Linked DNA regions of Rattus norvegicus: region 2 is linked to region 1. Evidence: chromatin contacts called from public Hi-C data. All regions are on one chromosome and are shown on one strand. The core of a region is the stretch at or near the end of the contact, and the rest is flanking DNA. Distances in the headings are between cores, read along the strand shown. Region 1 holds the start of Stt3b (STT3 oligosaccharyltransferase complex catalytic subunit B). Region 2 has its middle 100 kb from the start of Stt3b.

Region 1 (7,422 bases), core at 3,330-5,829:
AAGGAAGAAGCTGCTTTCTTTTGCCAACCTTCTGCTTGGATGCTTTGTTATAACCTCAAGGCAACAAAGCCTGTTGACCATAGACTGACACCTCTGAAGACACGGTCCAAGAGAGAGCCTTCCTCCTCGAAGTCAGTTTCCTTGGGTATCTCGGCACAAAGATGGAAACTGCCTAATACTGCGTGAGAGCAGACAACGAACGAAGGTCCCTGTCCCTCTTTCTAGATTCCTGTTATAAAGCTGCATGGGACGCTCCCACAGATTTGCAGAGCCCCGTGGAACTTACACTACCACGGCTCCCTGTAGTTTACCCGTGCACACAGGAGGCTTCAATAACTCCCCCCCCCCGAGTCACTTGACCTGTTACCAAAGGTTACCCCTGGAATTCAGCTCGAGTCCTGGCTCTTGAGTACATCCCTGTCACATCTGAAGACCGAAGCTAAAGTGCCAGCTCCCATGTCAAACAGGATTACCACCAACCCTGCCCTGGGAGTCCCTCTTCTGCTTCATACCCTCATGGTCCTTTCCTGTCTTTTTCCTGACGGCCATTCTTACTGAGGTGAGGTGGTATAAGAATATAAGAATATAACTATTATTTTGTACCTCTTACCTTGTGCAACTATGGAAGGCCCATGGTTCTGGTGTCTCAGGGCCGCACTCATTTCGTGACTGAAAGTGTAAGTATCTGCTTTCTGGCCCACTACCATAGCTGTTGGCCATCCTCAGGTCCTGTGAGTTGCTGGCCAGAGACAATAGTTCCCTGTCACACAGTGCTTCTTGTGTATCTGTGTATGTACAGGTGTTGGGGGAAATGAGGGCTTTATTTGATGTAAGCGCTCTCCGGGCAGAGGAAACAGAGAAGCATTCAGACAAGCTTCGGTCATGGGAGATTCTTCTCCTGACCATGACGAAGTTGAGCCATCTTACCATCTGTCTGCATAAGTCCTACTGACACTCCTAATAACCAACAGGGAGTGACTGCTCCCCCTTCCAACCAGGCACTGGGTCAAGTTCTTTTCATGGGCTCCTTCTTTCCTTCTGAACAGAACCCTTCTAGGAAGGGGTAGTCCATAAACACTGAGGCTTGGAGGTGAAGTGACTCGCCAAACGGACCTGAGGAGAACGGAGTTAGGATGGTGCCTGGTGGTGTTTTCAGATCCGTCATACACCATGGTCTCTTAGCAGGAGATTTAAGCTGGTGCAAACTCGAGACTTAGTTTTTTCCACTCTGCATCACTCTCTCCAGTCCCTGACACTGATTTCCTGGTCTGACTAACTTGGTCCTCTGTACTTTTGGTGCCAGACTTCTGGAAAGTAGTCTATGGTCTCTCCTAGCTGTGTGAGTGCTGATGTGTAATCCAACCTCTAAACTTGCTAAGGAAACTGGTGAAATTATGATGGTTAAGAAGAAGATTCACTTTTCAGCTCAGCAAGGCCATGAGAGGCATGTAAGAATCAGGGAGTTCATGTTTACAGTGGCCCACAGACAGAAGCATCCTAAACAGACTGGAAGCCATTTTTAATACATCGAAAGGCTGTAAATCCAGAGCATGCAATATCCAACCGTTTCGAAGGTCTGGGACTCTCAAGAACTCTCAGATCAACTACAAATGTGTTGTTACTGATCCCCTCTCAGAGCAGACCCTGGAGTCTTCTTAAAGCATACACTGGATCACCCGCTTCATCAAACACCCTCTACATCCAACTTCGAACCCTCCATGCTCTCCCAACACTCTCAAGTTAAAACAATGTACAATGTTCCTCTCAGCACGGCCTCTCCCAGTTTACTCTATGATCTGTGTGGCATCTATACCAGTCTTTTCTTGAGTTCCTTGCTTTCCCCTCTCCAGCACCACAGGACCTTTGCTTCTCTTTCCTTTCTTCTTCTGACCCGTCCTTATCCGCAGTTCTGCTTCCTCTGGTAACGCTCTCATTCGGTTGTCCGTCAGCCTCCCCTGAACTGTTCCTCTCGTGTTCACCACAGTTTACACAACAGGCTTACCAGTCCAACGGGCTGACTGATGTGGGTGTGAGGACAGGAGCCATGTTTCTCGGGTTTCCTACTAGAGTGGGTCCTCGTGCTTTCCCGGGAGCTCATTTACCCTTGTCTACATCATGACCCTGCATTTCCTTGCATTTCTGAACAATGTTCCATGGTGTTCCCAGATAAGCTCATTTTATACTGACAAGCCACGCAAGCACGCGGACTTCAGTTTGATTTCCCAGAACCATAGAAGGCTGGATGTGACAGCAGGTGCCTATAATCCCAATGCTCTGTGGCAGTGGCTCTCAACCTTCCTAATGCTGTGACCCTTTAATACAATTACTCCTGTGGACCCCCAACCATAAAACTACTTCTGTTGCTCTATCATATAATTGTCATTTTGCTACTGCCATGAATTACCATGTAAATATTTTAGGAGATAGCAGTTTGACAGAGGGATTGAGACCCACAGGTTGAGAAACACTGCTCTCTGGTGAGGCAGGAGGCTAACCTGGTCTACAAAAAAGACTGTTATCTGACGTTCACATCTATGCCCATAGTACACATATGCCCACTCTCACATACAAAGATGAAAGGATGGTCCCACACAGGTGACTTGTGTTTTACAATTTATTGTAATTGTTTCTACTCCCTTTCAGACTGGGCCTCCCGTCACTAAACCGCCAAGAGGGAGAAGACAGAAACTCAATGGGGAACACCTGTAATACAAGAGACACCCAAAATGTCTAAAGTGAGAGTCACCAGATAAATCCTGTTATTTTAGATGGATAGGTTCATGAAACATGGGTCAAAAGAAATGCCGCCATTTTAACACGCACTTTTCTGAGAAAGGACATATTGCCTCTCTTTGTTCAAAGAGATTGGTTAATATTCTACGGTGAATCTCATTAAAATTTACATGTTTAATAAATGTTGGATATTAAATTGGTGGTGAGGAGATCTATTTATGGAAGGCTTGTTTTCTCCGATGAGAGTCTATTTATTTTTATAAGGAAACCGGCAAAGTTAATCACTAGGTTGGGAGTGGCTGAATATACTAGTTAGGTACGTTTGTTCATTTACCGAAGACAATAAGCAACGAAACACAATTTTATTTTGCAATTTTTACAGGACTTAATCTTCTTTACACACATTTTTAAAAATTCCAGTGTCACAAAAGAAACCAATAAAATATTAACTGGCCCTTGTTTCTACAATAACCTCTGTAGGTTATTGTAGGGAGTGGGGGAGGGGGCTTATATCACAGTAATTCCAGTCTCCCAATGATCCCGCTGATCTTTATCTCTGACTTTTGTGCTTTGGGGGATGGGCGGAGCCAGTTGTGGAGGAAGAAGGCGGTATAAGCAAACTGCCCCAGACAAGGAAAAGTTCCTACACAGGGGTTTTCGGTTCGCTAGTTTGCTAAAGTGGGAATTGGGAAATAGCTAACCTAGTCCAGGAAAAGTTAATTTGGTGACGGGACGAACGTAGGCAGGTGGAAATAGTGAATTCTTGCAGTCAAAAGATTGAGCTGCAAAAATAATGTCCTGGCAATTGGGAAACACAGGAAAAAGAAGGTGACATTTTGTGTGTGTGCGTGCGCCTGGCTGCGGCTCGAACGATCGTCTGCCCTCTCTAAGTTTTCAGGGCAGCACAACAGGGACAGAGAATGCAGCGACCCAGCCACTCACTCAGGCACGTTCAGCCTAGCAGCTGGACCCACGCGCCCAGGACCCTGCACCGCGCCTGCGCGCCCAGTCACGTGGCGGGCGCTCCGTGCTGAGCGGGTTAAAAGTCACGGCCGCCGAGCAGCCGACCGCAGGGCCGTGCTCTCTGCGTCCCTTTAGCCGACTGGGACGTGGGACCTTCTGCTCCTCGAGTCAGGATCCACGCGGGGAAGCGAGCCGAACCTCCTGGTGCCCTTCCCCAGGGCCCCAAACAGGCCCGCGCGCGAAACCGCGTCTTTCAACTGACAATGAAATCGTAGCCGCGGCCGGCGGCGAATAGGCGCGAGGCCGCGAGGCGGAGGGGGAGGAGGGGAGGGCCATTCAGCCGAAGCCCCGCCCAAGACCCTGCTCGCGCTCCTGTTGGTGCACGCCGCCATTCCGGCCCCGCCCCTTAACGGACCTGTCGCTCTGTGACAGGCGGAGGGGCCAGTTCCTGTTGGGAGAGGGGGCGGAGTCAAAGGTTGCCTGAGCTCCGCCCGGACTCCAGGGGGCTCCTCCCCCTTTGTGATCCTCGCGGCGGGGCGGGCGGGGGAATGTCATTGCTGCTCCGAGCCACCGCTCCTCTGGCGCCCTCGTCCCGTCGGCTCTCGCCGCCACTGCCGCCTCCTCAGCCGCACGGGGGACACGGATGGCTAGTGGGGCGCAGGGGCCTTTTGGGTTGAGACCGCGGCGGTCGCGGCTACTGCTGAGGCGGAGACTCCGGATCGCTGCCGCCGCCGCCGCTTCCACCCACAGTGTCCCGGCCTCGCGGTGCTGAGGGCGGGAGCGCGCCCAGCTCTTCCTCCGCCTCCGCCTCCTCCTCCTGGTTGTCGTCGCCGTCGCCCTCCTCCTCCTCCTCCTCCTCCTCCTCTGGGTCTCCGCCCAGCACCCCTCGCTCCAGGCGGCGGCGGTGGCCGCGGAGGACGAGCGAGACCCGCCGCCGGGGCACAACATGGCGGAGCCCTCGGCCCCGGAGAGCAAGCACAAGTCGTCTCTCAACTCGTCCCCGTGGAGCGGCCTCATGGCTCTGGGGAACAGCCGCCACGGGCACCACGGGCCCGGAGCCCAGAGCGCTTCCAGGGCGGCGGCGGCGCCGAAGCCGGGGCCCCCCGCGGGGCTGTCCGGGGGCTTGTCGCAGCCGGCCGGGTGGCAGTCTTTGCTCTCCTTCACCATCCTCTTCCTGGCCTGGCTGGCCGGCTTCAGCTCGCGCCTCTTCGCCGTCATCCGCTTCGAGAGCATCATCCACGAGTTCGACCCGTGGTGAGTGTGCCCGCCCTTCCCCCGCAGGCAGCCCGCGGTCCCCGTTTGTCCAGAGCCCCTCGGATCCCACCCGGTCTCCCGCGGGCCGGGCCGGGCGCGCCCCCTGCCCGCCTGGCGAAGTTTGCCCGGGAGCGGAGCCTCAGTCCTCCGCCCCCGGGGTGGGCCGGCCCCGCGCGGCGCCTCTTCCCCGCCGCGCCCCGGCTTGCTCCCGGGGCCCCTTCCCCACGCCCTCTCCGCCGCAGCTTTGCGCCTTGTTGCATTTTATTTCATTTCTCTCCTCTCCTGCCTCGGAGCAGCCCCGGGATTGCCTTCTGGCCGCTGGAGATGACTGGAACCCCTCGTCCGCTCAGCCTCGCAGTTTCACTCTTTCCCCTTGTATTTTCTCTCTCTTGGAGAGCGGAGTGTTAGGATTTAGGGGGAGAAATATTATCCCGAAAGCGAGCGCAGTGGTAGCGCCTCGTGTTTTTCCAGCCCCAGGTATTTTCAGGAGTGTCTCTTTAACCCCCCTAAGGCCCTTAAGTGCTCTCAGCTCGCCACACTATTTGTACTGTTGTATTGCGTTGCTTTTTAGAGCGAGATCGTTATTCTGTTAGCCGAACTCTCACCCTGGTTGTTACCACAATATCCGACAGCGTTGCATGAGTTCTTTTATTGGTCTCTGCAGGAAGGTCTGTGGAGAAGAGTACAAACCGTACCACACACCGTGCTGGGAGCTCTAGATTGTGGTGCCGAAGTTGCACACGCTGCATGGCACTCATTGACCTGAAGGTTTTAGGGACTTAACCCAACTCTGAACACAGAGTTACCTAGACTGGAAGATTGCTTTGGGCTTTCTCCCCATTGGGCCAACCTGAGTTAAGTTTTTGTTTTTTGTTTTTTTGTTTTTTCTTTCAGAGAGGGGTGGGGGGGTTGAGAAAGAGAGCAGGAGCGCGCCTCTTTAAACTAGTTTATTTCTCTGGCTGCCCTATCAACCTTGAATTAATCTTACTTGTAATTAGACCTAATTAAACGGTAGGGTATTTGTCTTACCATTTGAAATGCACAGAGAATCTTCTTAAGAGTTAATAATATATAGGTTATAAATGAATTTTTGCCGGGGGAACCTAAATGTTCAGTATCGGATTTAAGTTGTACTTTAAGAAACATATTTATGCTGCAATATCTATTGAACACCAGAGGGGCCTACTGAAGGAAAACAGTTTAGAGAAGCAGTGAGCCACGGTGACGGCCTGCTGTGAGGGGTTTTTGTCCCATTTTAGAGGTATCAATTTTTTTCTAACATTAGATTTGCTTTATAAATGACCATTATGTTATTTGGAACCAGAGAAGAAAATCATATTGGTGGAGATTACTATGACCCTACTAGTACTTGTGAAGTAACTGGATAGAGCATGAAACAAACAATTAGATTAAAAATAAAATTGACCAGAAATGAAAGCCACTAGAATTTACTGAACAACACTAGAAGAGAAAGTTGTGTCTTTTTAGATGAAGATAGCACAGGGTGTAACAAAATTTGGAAATACTTCCAAAGTGAATTTTAGATACTTCCAGAAAGTAACATTTTTTACAAGTGGAAGATTTTTTTTTTTTTTTTTTTTTGGTTCTTTTTTTCCGGAGCTGGGGACCGAACCCAGGGCCTTGCGCTTCCTAGGCAAGCGCTCTAACCACTGAGCTAAATCCCCAACCCCACAAGTGGAAGATTCTTAACTGCTAAGAGTTAACTCAGATGCTGAAATTAATGATTACAGATAAATGCACAAATAAATGAGGCGATTTTAATTTTTTTTGCTCATTTTCCCCCTAGTAAAACTGCATATGAGGAGGCTTAGATGGCCTTAGAAATTTGAGATCATAACTTTTTATTCATGAAAATCTATTTTTATGTCTGCTGTGTATGGGAACACAGTTCCATCCGAGTCTGGTCCACTTCAATTTTAATCCACACACACTGACCTGCAGTGTCCACAGCCAAGGCCTGCTTACTTACTTACCTGCTTACTTACTTAGCTCTCCCACCTACCAGTGGCAGTGTCAAATGTGTATTCTTGATGAAATGTTCACACTTGCAATGTTAGAACATTCTAATGAGCAGATAGTGTAGTAAAGGAATTGTCCCTGCACCTCACTGTGCATGGCGACTTGTCTGGGTGAATCTCGTGGAATGCCTGATTCAAGAGACCTAATGAGAGAAATCAAGTTCAAACAAAAAGAACACTGTGTTCACTTTAGATTTTCATTTCATGGCTGTTACTAATAGGCATGCCATTCATTCTTCCATCTCATAATCATTCTTGAAAATTTTTTACAAGTGAGGTTGTATAGCTTGCCTGTGGCCTGTCATTACTTTTGACTTTTAAAACAGTTTTCTCCAAAGCTAGTAAGAGCAGTCTCACACACTAGCTTGGAAGTGGCTCAGATTACCGTGCAGCAGTGATGGGAACCTTTAGTAATATTTCAATGTTCTCTCTG
Region 2 (7,422 bases), core at 1,682-4,181, 100 kb before region 1:
TCAAGGATGGAGCTCAGGTCCTCAAGCTTGAAGGTGAGCACTTCTACTCACTCAGCCATGGCTTGGCAGTGAGGACTCTACCCACTGAGCTATCTAGCCAGCCATGCTCTCTGTTAGGGGTTCTTTTTGGCTTTACTTAGTAATCTTTGTCTTTAGGCTTACAGTAAGATGGGGCAGGGCTCTGCCCCTTGTGGGGGGCTCAGGGAAGAATCTGCTTCTAAGCTCCCTTTTTCTGTTGCCTGAACCCAAATCCATGGAGTTGTAAGTCCATCTCTTTGCTGATTAGTAGAGGCTAGCCCTCTAGGCAGCATCCCTTGCCTTCCTGGATAGATAGCAACAGCCAGTCACCATGGAATCTCTTCCTTTCTCCTCTACCATATTTCTTAAATGCCAATCTGATTTCCGAAGAGCAATATTGGTGACAATGGGCCCACACAGGCAGACTCAGGTGAGCTCCCTGGGTTTGTGTGTTTGTCTTTTTAATAAAATAAAAATTTTAACTTAATAAAATAAAAATCAGGGTACGGCGTATGCGCGCGAGTTCAGGCACACATGTTCCACAATGCATACGTGGAAGTCAAAGGACGACATTCAGGAGTCAATTCTCTCCTTCCATCAAGTGAGTTCCAGAGGTCAAACTCAGTTCGTGGGGCTTGACCTTGCAAATACTTTTATCTGCTGAGCTATCTCACCAGCCCTGTTTGTTTGTCTTTTGGAAGAGGGTCCCATGTAGCCCGGCTGATCTCAAACTCATTACACAGTCGAGGATGACCTTGAACTTCTGATCCTCCTGCTGTCACCTCCCAACTGCCAGGATAATGCATGTGCTTCATGCCTACTTACATATACTGAGGGGCGAACCCCAGGGTGTCATGCACTCAACAACTGAGTCACAACCCCAGCTCCCAGTCTCCCCTTTGTAAATTGTTTATCTCCGCTATTTTGTTACAGCCGCAGAAACCTAACTCATCCAAACTGGGAACATTTATAGAAGTTGCATGTTGTGCGTGCTAGAACTCTGACCTCCATGAGTGGTATGATGGTCATGCTCGCAAGTAGCCTCTCTTGCATCAGAACGGCGGGAGTAGGAACATTAGACCTTCATCTGAGTCTCCAGCCACCACTCCTCCTTACTTCAGTTGTGCATGGCCCTGGGAGGTCCTAGAGTCGACAGGAAGCAGAAGGTGGAGTGTGGTTGGGTCTCTAGTGATGCACCTTTGTGACTCAACACCCAAGCTAGGGTGGAGATTTTGGAACTGTGGCTGTTAGAGAGACATGCTTCTGTAAGTAACTCAAACTCACTCTGGTGTGCCAAGCTGGACTTGGCTGGAATCATTTCTTTTGTCTGTCAAGTTTCCTATCTGAGGTGAGCAGATGTTTCTTTTCCTCAGTGAATGGTAGCATGACATTATAGGTTATTTATCAAGCATTTGAGCAAGTAGTAAGTCCTGGGTATGAATTATTCAATTTCTTCAACAGAGCAATATGGTCTAGGTTTTAGAAATGAGGAGGCTGAGGCCTAAAGGGATGAGTATTTGTCCAACTCACAAGCGTCTGGCATTACCAGAGCAGCTTTCTTTTATCCATCAATGTATTGATGTGTGTGTGAGTGTGTATGTGCGTGTGTGTGTGTGTGTGTGTCAGTGTGTGCATGTGTACATGTGTATGTGTGTGTGTGGTGTCTGTGTATGTGGGTGTGTATGTGTGTGTGTGTGGTGTCTGTGTATGTGGGTGTGTATGTGTGGGTGGTGTATGTGTGTGTGTGTGTGGTGTCTGTGTATGTGGGTGTGTATGTGTGGGTGGTGTATGTGTGTGTATGTGTGTATGTGTGTGTGGTGTCTGTGTATGTGGGTGTGTATGTGTGGGTGGTGTATTGTGTGTGTGTGGTGCATGTGTGTGAGTGTATGTATGTGTGTGTGTGTATGTGTGTATGTGTGTGCGTGGTGTCTGTGTATGTGGGTGTGTATGTGTGGGTGGTGTATTGTGTGTGATGTCTGTGTATGTGGGTGTGTATGTGTGGGTGGTGTGTGTATGTGTGTGTGCGTGGTGTCTGTGTATGTGGGTGTGTATGTGTGGGTGGTGTGTGTGTGTGTGTGGTGTATGGGTGTGTGTGTGCACGCACGCTTGTGTATGTGATTTCATCTACTTTGATTACTAGCTGGGGTTGCTGGCATATGTTTGGTCACACCCAACTTGTTACATGGTTGCTGAGATCCAAACTCAAGACCATCTACTTCTAGTTGGACCAGCTCTCCAGCTCCTGGAGACCTGCTTTTAACCACTCCAAGGTGTGGCCCGGCCAAACCCAACTTTGGGAATATCCACACTTGTCTCTCCTTGTCCTAGGCCATCACTCTCAAGAGACTGATGGAGGCTTTGAAGTCCCTTACTATGCACTGGTGGGTGGCTGACATTTGAGCTGTTTGCTGCACAGTGATAAATCGTAGACAGAGAAAGAGCCCCAGAGGGGCAAGTGTTCAAGCCAAACCTGCAGAGGGTGACTCCAAGTTGCTCCTGTTGGGAAAACAAGAGCCCTGTGCTACCTTGGGATGTTTCTGTTTTTCTAGTTATTGGCTAAAAACCCACTGGAGTGGGAAAAAAACGGTGTCATGAACTCCAGGGCTCAGCTGGCTTTCCAAAGCTCAGGGCAAGGTCAGTCACTCCTCAGAGTCTGCCTGGCTGGGATTGCATCATCACGTCAGAGCGTCCACTAGCAACTCTTGCCAGATACTTGATCAATAATTAATGAAAATTAGAACTCAAGCCAAAAAAAAAAAAAAACAAAAAGTATCGTAGGTGTACAGTTCAAGTTTAATCCATGAAAGGGAACCTGGGCTTTGTGTAACTAACAAATGGTAAGAGGAGAGGTAGTAGTTTTGGTCCGGTTTGGCTTGGTTCTTTGTTTGTTTTGCTTCTGCAACACAGAAAAAAATCAACCCTAGGAAATAATGTGGGTGGGAGGGGCTTGCCTCGTGAGGCGGGGCTGAGAGCTCCTGGCTCAGCAGTCCTGAGGCAAGGACAGACTTTGACCTTTGACCTTGCTGCTAGGCCACACCCACCTTCCCAGTTTCCGACCGCTCCCAAAGAAATAGCTCTCATCTTTTGGCGGGTTACACCTGAGGTAGGAACTATCTTTTTTAAAACAAGAAGTTGCCTAGAATTCCATTATTATTTTGGTGGAGAAAATTAAATCTCAACAGCATGTGTGAAAATCTGCCCTGACAGTTTGGGGAGGAAGATCTCATTTTCTACATGCAAATTTTGGATTCCATTGTCTTTCCCTTCTATCTCCCCGCCTCAAGCTATAAGAAACAGAAACAGGCTTTTACCCTAACACAAAGCAGCAGGCTTTCTCATCGCCCTCCTAGGTTGGGTTTCACTGGGAAACGATTTTCTACTTTGAAATGTTTGGGAGAGGATGGGATTCCGGCATCCACCTACCGAGCTGATCTGCCACACTTAATTGGCTGTGCAGGCTTCATGCTTTTGCTGGACCCTGGAAACTCTCCTCTGTGGCTTTTCTGCAATGGGGCGACAGCTTTTGTCAACGCGGGTGTGTGTGTGTGTGTGTGCGTGTGTGTGTGTGTGTGCGTGTGTGTGTGTGTGCGCGCGTGTGTGTGTGAGAGTGTGTGTGGCAGTAGCTAGGGTGGAGGCTTGGTATGTAAAGTGAACACCACTCCATCAGGAGTCCTGAATTACACACACACACACACACACACACACACACACACACACACACACACACACTGGCAACATTAGAGAGACACAGTAAAGATGCTGTAAAGACGCAGTGTTCCACCGTAAAAGCTGGAATTCCATTCCAGCTCAGGAGGAACAGAGAGCAGAGGACTGGCTCCTGGGACTTGCTGGCCAGACCGTCAGATGGGCCAAGCCCAGGCTCAGTGAAAGACCTTGTCTCCAAAACTACGGGGAAGAGCAACCTGAAGAGATGGTTCCGAAGTTAAGAGCACTGGCAGCTCTTGCAGAAGACCCAGGTTCGGTTCCCAGCACCCACATGGTGGCTCACAATTGTCTAAAACTCCTGTTCCAAGGGATCTGACACCCTCTTCTGGCCTCCGTGTGCATAAAATAAAAATTTAAAAATGATAAGGACCAGCACAATTGAGGAATATACCTGAGTCACATATGCACACACACACACACACACACACACACATTCATACACACTCACGCACTTTCACACACAGGCACACACACACTCTCACATACATTCACAGACATTTCTACACACATACACACATAGTCACATACATATACACACTCACATACACACATAGTCACACACATACATACATAGGCACAGTCACACAATCACACATACTCTCACACATACACACACACAGGCACTCACACACAATCACACTCTCTCTCAAATACTCTCATGTGCATTCACATACACTCACACACACACACACTCATATACACATTCACATACTCACACACACAGTCACACACTTAAACACATACATACACAGGCACACTCACACAATCACACATACTCTCTCACATACATACACATACACACACACACACATACACACACACAGAGGGTGGGGATCTTAACTGGTAGGGTTAAGTTGGGATCTCTGGGTAAGTGATGCTTCAAAACTAGATAAGCCAAGAATCAATTACCCTCCGTAACTGGCTGCCACTCATCTATGTGGCTGACTGTTCCTACTACAGCTAGCTGCCCCTGCCATCCCTGTCAGAACTAATGGCTGGGAGACACACCTTGGTCAAGCAAGGCATGTGCAAATACATCAACCTGCCCATAGGACATCAGCAGGAGGGGTCACCTGACCCTTAGTTAGCATCCTGCTGGTACCAAGCACCAAATCCTCCATCCAGATACCTAATCTAGAAATGCTGAAATGTTAACGGGCGAAGATTGTGTCCCAGGGACTCCCAAGTAACAGCTCATAGAGAAAGGATTTGTGGGGTCACAGACATGATCCCTGCCCCCTCAGACCCAATCATGATTGCTCACTGCTGGGGGGGGTGGTGACCAAAATTAGCAAGTTGATTACAGCTGGACGTTTTGTGGCTGAAATAGAATTTCTCAGATAATTGCTGGAAGGCGGCCAGATGTCGGCTGGACAGAGCTCCGTATGGTGGCTTCTGTGCTCTGTGACTGAAACCAGATGCAGGCAGGAAACATGGAAGAACTTCTTTTTTTTTTTTTTTTTTATGTAAATAAAATAGCATGGACATGTATTAACAGTCTAATATATATGTATCAAAAACAGTATGTACTGGAGAATTTAAAAAACATCTATGGTATGAATACCCACCTACACACTAACCTATTAGTTTTCCAAATTAAAGAATTACAAAGAATTAAGTGCTTTTGAAAGTTATCCTTATCTCAATAAATATTTACAAACATTTTATACTTTCTTTTATCATGACAGCATTTAATCTTCAAAGATTATGGAAGAACTTCTTAAAGGGAAACTTCCAGAACACAGGACAGGTGCTTCATCTCCTGACAAGGGGAGGAAGAGGAGAGGCTGGGCTGCTCCTCTGGATTTGGCTCAAAGAAACAGAATCAAAGCAAGTGGACTTCTCCCTCTGGAGACAGTTTCAAAGGCCAGGCTGTTCCTTTCTTCATCTGAAATCACTTCCTTGGTAATTTCGTTCTCCTTGTAAACGTTCGTGTCTTTCACAAAGATTCACGAAGCTTCTCTGTGTGACGTGTCACTTACAGTGGTTGGGATCTGATTAAATTGCTACCCCAGAAAAGTGGGTTTTTTTTTGTTTTTTTTTTTTGTTCTTTTTTTCGGAGCTGGGGACCGAACCCAGGGCCTTGCACTTCCTAGGTAAGCGCTCTACCACTGAGCTAAATTCCCAGCCCCTTGGTTTTTTTTTAAATTATCACATCTATTAGTGTGGGGAAGGGGGATATGTGTGCTGTGGAAATCAGAGGGCAATGGAGGAATCAGCTGTCTCCTGCAGGAGATTGAACCAAGGTCCTCGGGCTGACGGCAGACACCTTTACCTGCTGGGCCATTTTACCAGTCCCCAGAAAAGATTTTAAAGCTTAAACGCCAAACAGGCTTGTACCAGGCTGACATTGCAAATGTTTTCAAGCTGTGCTCAGGAGAATTCTTTTTCAATCATACAAAAAAAAGGGGGGGCCTTCCAAAGCCTAGTGACCTATTACCAAAAAATCCCATTTAGCAATATTGACCAGTGAGCGACCTTACAGTTGGGCATGTTCTTTGGCCCAGTGCTCCAAAGTCTTTGGCCTTCAGAAATAATCAAAGGTGTGAAGATAGTGTTAGCACCTCTCATGTTTGCTGGTTCCTGTCTAGCAAGCCGAGCTAGCAGAAGCTTGGTCCTTAGTGATCAACCCCAGAGGACTGAACTAGAAAAGTCCTGCACCAGGAACCTTCGCATTGCGGAACCACGGTCTAACTTACTCATCTGGATTTTTCAATGGTTTTCTTCAATGAATGCATTACTCAGTTTAAAAAGTGTTTTCAGAAACCCATTTTTGAGTTTTAAAGTACTTAGCTTAAACAGGCACGGTGGTGTACACTTTTAATCCTGGTACCCTGAAGCCAGAAGCAGGCACGTATGTGTGAGTGAGGCTAGCCTGGTCTACATGGTGAGTCCCAGGCCGGTCAAGGCTGCATGGTGAGACTCTATATGAGGGAGGGAGGAAGGGAAGGGGAAAGGATTTAGCTCGCAGAAGTTTTCTAATTTAAAAATGTTAATAAAAGAATGCAAATAAAAGGCCAGGGAGCTGCATTTGGCACAATTCCATTGTTTGAAAGAGAAATCAATTTACTTTCTGCCCCCTCTACTCGAACGCCCCTGAAGCACACACACCAATAATTGCCTGGCTCCCTTTGAAGATAAAATAGTATATTAATTTCTTCTCTTCGTTCATCTGTATAATTTATCATTTTCATCTATGAACACGTAACGTGTTTAGCTGAAACTATGGCTAGCTTCACATCTGGGCAACAGGAGGCCACAAGCACATACAAAAAGGGGGATGGTTAGGTGTCTCTCTCTTTTCTCCCTGCCAGCTTCTACTTACAGTGTACCACTGTGTGCTAGAAGATGCTTTCTTATTGTGTGTTAAGTAGAGCCTCTTGGTTGCCAAAAGGTAATCTGGGGCTGAAACCCTCAGAGAGCCGAGAGCCATCTCCCCAGTGGTAGCCCTCAGAGTGTACCATGTGCATTTAGAGCTTAGAAGTAGGTATTTCTCACCTACTGTTGCTAAAAAGCTGTAACTAAAGGTTGACCTAGCCCAGGTCCCTGGTTCTTGGGGCCTGCTGGAGGCTACCAACGAAGTCAAGGTTAGTTTGTAGAAAGAAGCAGCCATGTTTAAAAGTGGCATCTAATTGAGGGGTAGATAAAATGATGAATCAGAGAAAAATTTGACAGAAA

The links. A called contact is a pair of places that touch in the nucleus more often than the background predicts.
Region 2: a Hi-C map of kidney shows a contact between it and region 1, with 2.9 times the contacts expected there. The contact joins the enhancer-like site here to the promoter of Stt3b in region 1. A contact is called at or near these places in 2 of 12 Hi-C or Micro-C datasets (kidney and liver).

The regions. Positions count from the first base shown.
Region 1 is chr8:123,869,336-123,876,757 of GRCr8, reverse strand. Stt3b (STT3 oligosaccharyltransferase complex catalytic subunit B) reads left to right here and starts at 4,579. Exons shown (of 16, transcript NM_001170539.1): 1 at 4,579-4,950. The coding sequence starts at 4,643.
Region 2 is chr8:123,968,175-123,975,596 of GRCr8, reverse strand. No RefSeq gene overlaps it. Among named protein-coding and RNA genes, the nearest start is that of Stt3b, 100 kb to the right of the region's middle. Within about 2 kb of position 2,931, at least 4 of the 93 cell types and tissues checked have an H3K27ac peak or open chromatin away from gene starts, as enhancers often do. A contact at or near this core is called in kidney, where this site is marked.